Linked DNA regions of Sus scrofa: region 1 is linked to region 2. The links are chromatin contacts, called in public HiChIP or PLAC-seq maps. All regions are on one chromosome and are shown on one strand. Each heading gives the region's core, a stretch centred on a gene start, on an enhancer-like site or on the middle of the called end of the contact. The rest is flanking DNA. Distances are from core to core; before and after follow the strand shown.

Region 1 (2,700 bases), core at 114-2,613, 230 kb before region 2:
AACATATGTAAAAAGTACATTTTTCACTGAAAGCAAATCTGTTAAAATGCACAGGCAGGGGTTAATCTCCACTCCACCCCCATTCCCAGTACATTCAGATGTTACAACAAATAATAGTCACCAACTTCAATTTATACATTTATTGTTTGTAAAGTTTTAAATAAAATTTTAAATAAGCAGGTAATTATACGAAGAGAGTTATATGAAAAACAGCATCATTCGATTCTTTCAATGTAATCTTAGTTACATGACAAAAATCACAGTGAAATTAAAAAGTATTTTTTCATTATCTCCCAGAGAGCAATCCTCCTTTCAATTTTGATTTTGATGAAAACAAACTCAGATGCACCATTTGCTACCAGCTATTAGAGTCCTTCGCTTTTTTTTTTTTTTTTTTTTTTTTTTTGCTTTTTAGGGCTGCACTTGCAGCCTATAGAGGTTCCCAGGCTAGAGGGCTAATCGGAAGTACAGCTGCCAGCCTACACCACAGCTACAGCAACACCAGATCCTTAACCCACTGAGCGAGGCCAGGGATCGAACCCACAACCTCATGGCTCCGAGTTGGATTTGTTTCCACTGCGCCACGACAGGAACTCCAAAATCCTTCACTTTTTAAACCCTGACACCAATATTTGAAATTGCCTATGTGTTTTAAACCCTAGATTTTTTTTTTTTCCATCTAACACGCAATGTCAGTACAACACAGTAAAAAGAGTTATTCTTTTCTTTTGGCAGTGAGAAGAACAATTATGAAAGGAGACATCTGGAGAAAAAGACTCTGCACAGCTTTCTCAAGCAGACCAACTTAAGGATTTAAGAGAACAAAAGTTAACAAATCTTGAAACGGATAGTCTTTAAATGATCTGTGTTAAAGTCTCTAGATCTAACCACAAATTTATAGAAAACACTGAGGACAGAAAAATGTGCTAAATGACACCACTCAGATATGAGATGGAAAAATTTTTAAGACATGATCTCGTTTTTTCCAACAAATAAATTGCAAGGGAAAAAAAAGAGGGAAGCAACAGGAACCTAAGCTAAAAGAGATATAAAAGACATAAAAGATATAACAATAAATTGCAATCAAATAAACTATAAAACATAATTATGTTTCAAGGAATTAAAAATCTGAACATACCTGCATATTTGATAGTAAGAAATTTATATAAAAGGTGAGAATTTTAACAGTCCTTATCGTTTAAAGATACTTACTAAACAAAACTTTTACAGATAGAACAGTATGTTATCTAGAACTTGCTTCAAGATAATACAGAGAAAAAGGGAGTATGAATAAAACTAAGATAGGTCATGAGCTACTAATTGTTGAAGCGGAAGAAAGTTTCATGAGGACACGTCATTTCCTCTAGGTTTCTGTGTTTTGAAATTTCATAACGAAAAGTTTCTTGGAGTTTTTGGTGTGGCTCAGTGGTAATGACTCCAACTAGTATCCTTGAGGATGAGGGTTTGATCCCTGGCCTCACTCAGTGGGTTAAGGATTTAGCACTACCATGAGCTATGGCGTAGGTCGCATGCTCAGCTCAGATCCTTCGTTGCTGTGGTTGTGGTGTAGGCCAGCAGCTACAGCTCCAATTCGACTCCTAGACTGGGAACTTCAATGTGCCAGGAGTTCCCTGGAGTTCTCTTGTGGCACAGCAGGTTAAGGATCTGGCATTGTCACTGCAGCGGCTCAGGTCAGAGCTGTGACACAGATTCAATCCTTGGTCCAGGAACTTCCACATACCACAAGTGCAGCAAAAAAAAAAAAAAAAAAAAAAGGTTCTTGATACCCCTTGGGAAGTCTTTATGGACCCCAAGTGAGATCTAAACACCACACCTAGCCACCATGAGCAAGTAAACTTTAATAGCTCCAATCTCCAAAAAGCCAGGAGATTTGCATGCAAAAAAGAACTTGATGCTTTGAGTATTTATGAAAATTGTCTTTTCCTTGGAATTCACACTGTGGTGCAGTGGGTTAAGGATCTGGTGGTGTCTCCGCAGTGGCTCAGATGGCTGCAAAGGCACTGGTTTGACCCCCAGCCCCCCACAGTGACACTGAAGCTGCGGTATAAGTCACAGCTATGGCTCAGATTCAAACCCTGGCAGGAACTTCCATATGCCACAAGTGCAACCAAAAAATAAATATAAATTTTAAAGATTATAAACCTCTAATTAAATATCTACTCAAAACCTACTTCCTCTTTCCTTCTTTTCCTAAGAAGAAAAGGGAGAGGGAGACCTAAATATCTTATAAATTAGTACTTTGTTAATTCACAAAGCAATCTTTTTTTATTTTTTGGCTGTGCCCACAGCATATAGAAATTTCCAGGACAGGGATCAAATCCACGCCAGGAGCAGTGACTGCTGAACCACCAGGAAACTCCTCACAAAGCAATCTTCCAAAAACAGAAAACTGTAAAAAGGGCAGGGCAGAGGGGGAGGTGTGTGCCTGTCCAACGCAAAATACCAAAGATTTCGGAGACAAGATGCAGAATAACTACTTAGAATGGCTATACCAATATACGACCAGAAAACCACTATCTGCTTACCTCTGTTTTAACATGAAAACACATTTATCAGCTCAGACTAAGTGGTTTAAAACTTACATAAACAACCTTATTTTAAACACATGTTTAACCTTCTAAGGGAAACAAATTGAAAAAATAATCTAGTGGAATGCTCTGTCATCGGTTAGCATTAAAT
Region 2 (2,700 bases), core at 124-2,623:
CTGCTGGTTGTGTGTCCCACGTGGTTGTGGTTGCATCTGGTGCTTGCGTTCCCGCAACAGCTCTTTCTCCAGTGCCTATGAGGTACTCGGGGTTCGACAGCAGACACGAAGAAGCCTGGATCCCATTCTTTTTCAGAAGAAAAGAAGGCAAACCAAAATAAAGTTATATACAGTGTGTTAGGAGAAGAGTGTTCTAGACAAACAGAATCTACGTTGATGAGTAGGGAGTGGGGTGGGGGTGCAAGGTGTTCCCATTGTACTTTTATTTTATTTTTTTTTTTTTTTTTTTTTGTCTTTTCTAGGGCTGCACCAGGGCATATGGAGGTTCCCAGGCTAGGGGTCTAATTGGAGCTGTAGGCGCCGGCTCACGCCAGAGCCACAGCAACACCAGATCCGAGCTGCATGTACGATCTACACCACAGCTCACGGCAACGCTGGATCCTTAACCCCCTGAGCAAGGCCAGGGATCGAACCCGAAATCTCATGGTTCCTAGTCAGATTCGTTAACCACTTAGCCAAGACGGGACGCCAAGGTGTTTCCATTTTAAATGAGGAAGTGCAGGAAGCCTTCTTAGGATTTGAGAAAGACCTGAAGAAGAGAACGAGCGAGCCATGGAGCCACAGGGGGAAGACCTTCCAGGCAGACAGGCTGCAGGTATAGAGCCAGAGGCGGAAGCATGCTGGTGTAGTGAAGGGAACATGTATGTTTCTTTGTAGCAAAGCCTTAAGCACACTTCATTAAAACAGTTACTGTGGGAGTTTCCTTGTGACACAGCAGGTTGAGTATCTGGCATTGTGGTAGGCGGGGTGGTGCGGGTTCGTCCATGGCCTGGGAACTTCTGTAGGCTGCAGGTGCAGCCAAAAAAACCAAAAACATAAAACAAGAGTTCCTGTTCTGGTGCCGTGGGTTAAGGACCTGGCATTGCTGCAGCTGTGGCATAGGTCTCAGCTGCGGTTCAGGTTCGATTCCTAGCCCAGGAACTTCTCTGTGCCCTGGGTGTGGCCCGAAAACAAACCAAAGCAGTCGTGATGGCTTCCACTCTTCTGCGATGTCTTAGTCTTGGCAGCTTCCAACTGTGATGCTATTTCCAAATGCTGAAGATGAGAATGTCATCTGCAGCATCGTTTAGTATGGAATGTCCCTTGCGTTCAGAGGTATATTGGTCTTAGATCTCAAATGAGGATGTCGGAAGTGGAAAGCCCTCCCAGGTGTTGATCGTGGGGAAGAAAAGCAAGCTCTAGGATAGCGACTGTAGTACCTCTTGAAGATAAGAAATGTACGGAGAGAAGTTAGACATCCAGTCAGTATGGCGTGATGATGACACCGAAATTGTGTTCTGCCCCTAAAATTGCAGAAGCTGGCCACTAGATGGAGAGATGGGCAGGACACGGGTTGCCTGGCAAGGCCTTCCTCTTCAGAGCCCCACCTCGTTCTGCTGCCTTTGGTGTGGGAACTGGAACCTTCATCTCGAGTTCCTTTTGTCTCAACTCACCCTTCCCAGTTGTTCAATAATTTTGCAGGAAGTTCCCTGATGGCCTTGCGTTTGAGAATCTGGCATTGTCACTGCTGTGGCTTGGGTCACTTCTGTGGCACAGGTTCAATCCCTGGGCCGGGAATTTCCACAGGCCGAGGATGTGGCCAAAATAAAAATGTCTATTAAAATAATTTTGTAAGGAGGATAATGGCTCAGATAGGGTGCTTTTGCTGCAAATAATAGATCTTGATGAAAGGCAGCTGAAACGGTAAGGGTGTGTTACCATGTGTAGAAGCAACCCAGAGGCAGGGCCAGACCAGAGTTTGCGCAGAGCCAGACACTGCATTTCCCTGTGGAGGCGATCTGTTCCTCGTGGCTCTAAGGTGGCTGCTGGGGACCCCATCACATGTGGCTAGACAACCATCCCCCTCAGAGGAGTGTTTCTCCTCATGTGCCTTTTTATCAGCCTCTGGCTGACAGGCCCTTGGGCTCCGTGGCCAGCATTGGATCACCCGTCCCCCTGCAAGAAAGGTTTGAAAATACCTGTCTGGCACTCTCAGTCCGTCATGTGGGAACCATGCATTGACAGCCAGCACTGACAGCATTGACCCATTGAGGGGGGCTGGGGCGGGAAGAGGTGAATGACAGTTGAGTGGGCAACCCAAGCGTTGACCTTGAATGGTTACCTAGAAATGAGCTGGAATTCAAACCCACAGGTATTAAGCGTCTAAGACTTAGGGTCTGGAGTTTCTTGCAGGGGCGAACTGGGGAGGCAATCAGCTGGGGAGACAGCCGTTTCAGGCTCTGATAGCTGAGAAGCTGGTTCCCTGCATCACGGGCCGATTTCTGCTTCTGGGCCCCGCTCCTGTTGCCCTTGTTCTCGACAACGGACCGACACAGCTACAAGTTCCTTGTGGAGAATTCAGACATCGAAGAATGGAGACTAGAATTCCATGGCAATTCATTGGAGAAAACTCTTCTCAGCTCTCTGCGCAGATGGTTCAAGAGCATTTTCTGACGTCATCCGAATTTGCTATTTTTGTTGTCGCTACCTAAGGCTTCTGAAGCTCTGAGATACAGGACCAGATTTACAGAGCAGAATCTGGCTTCAGATGTGTCTTTGGTGGAATTTCTCTTATAAAGTGACGTTTATTGCCCATGGAGATAAGCAGTTAGGTTCTGCTCTGTGCATTGTTTGCCAGGATTTCCTGAGTGGGTTCCCAAC

Evidence for each region. HiChIP or PLAC-seq counts read pairs in DNA pulled down with a chosen protein or histone mark.
Region 1: a contact with region 2 is called in an H3K27ac HiChIP or PLAC-seq map of alveolar macrophages. The contact joins two enhancer-like sites. A contact is called at or near these places in 1 of 47 Hi-C or Micro-C datasets (epiblast stem cells) and 1 of 2 datasets of contacts at active chromatin or transcription factors (alveolar macrophages).

Annotation. Positions count from the first base shown.
Region 1 is chr17:49,564,119-49,566,818 of Sscrofa11.1, reverse strand. The region is part of intron 1 of NCOA3 (nuclear receptor coactivator 3); the gene reads right to left. Among named protein-coding and RNA genes, the nearest start is that of NCOA3, 37 kb to the right of the region's middle. Within about 2 kb of position 1,363, at least 5 of the 83 cell types and tissues checked have an H3K27ac peak or open chromatin away from gene starts, as enhancers often do. A contact at or near this core is called in alveolar macrophages, where this site is marked.
Region 2 is chr17:49,334,619-49,337,318 of Sscrofa11.1, reverse strand. The region is part of intron 5 of ZMYND8 (protein kinase C-binding protein 1); the gene reads left to right. Among named protein-coding and RNA genes, the nearest start is that of ZMYND8, 54 kb to the left of the region's middle. Within about 2 kb of position 1,373, at least 2 of the 83 cell types and tissues checked have an H3K27ac peak or open chromatin away from gene starts, as enhancers often do. A contact at or near this core is called in alveolar macrophages, where this site is marked.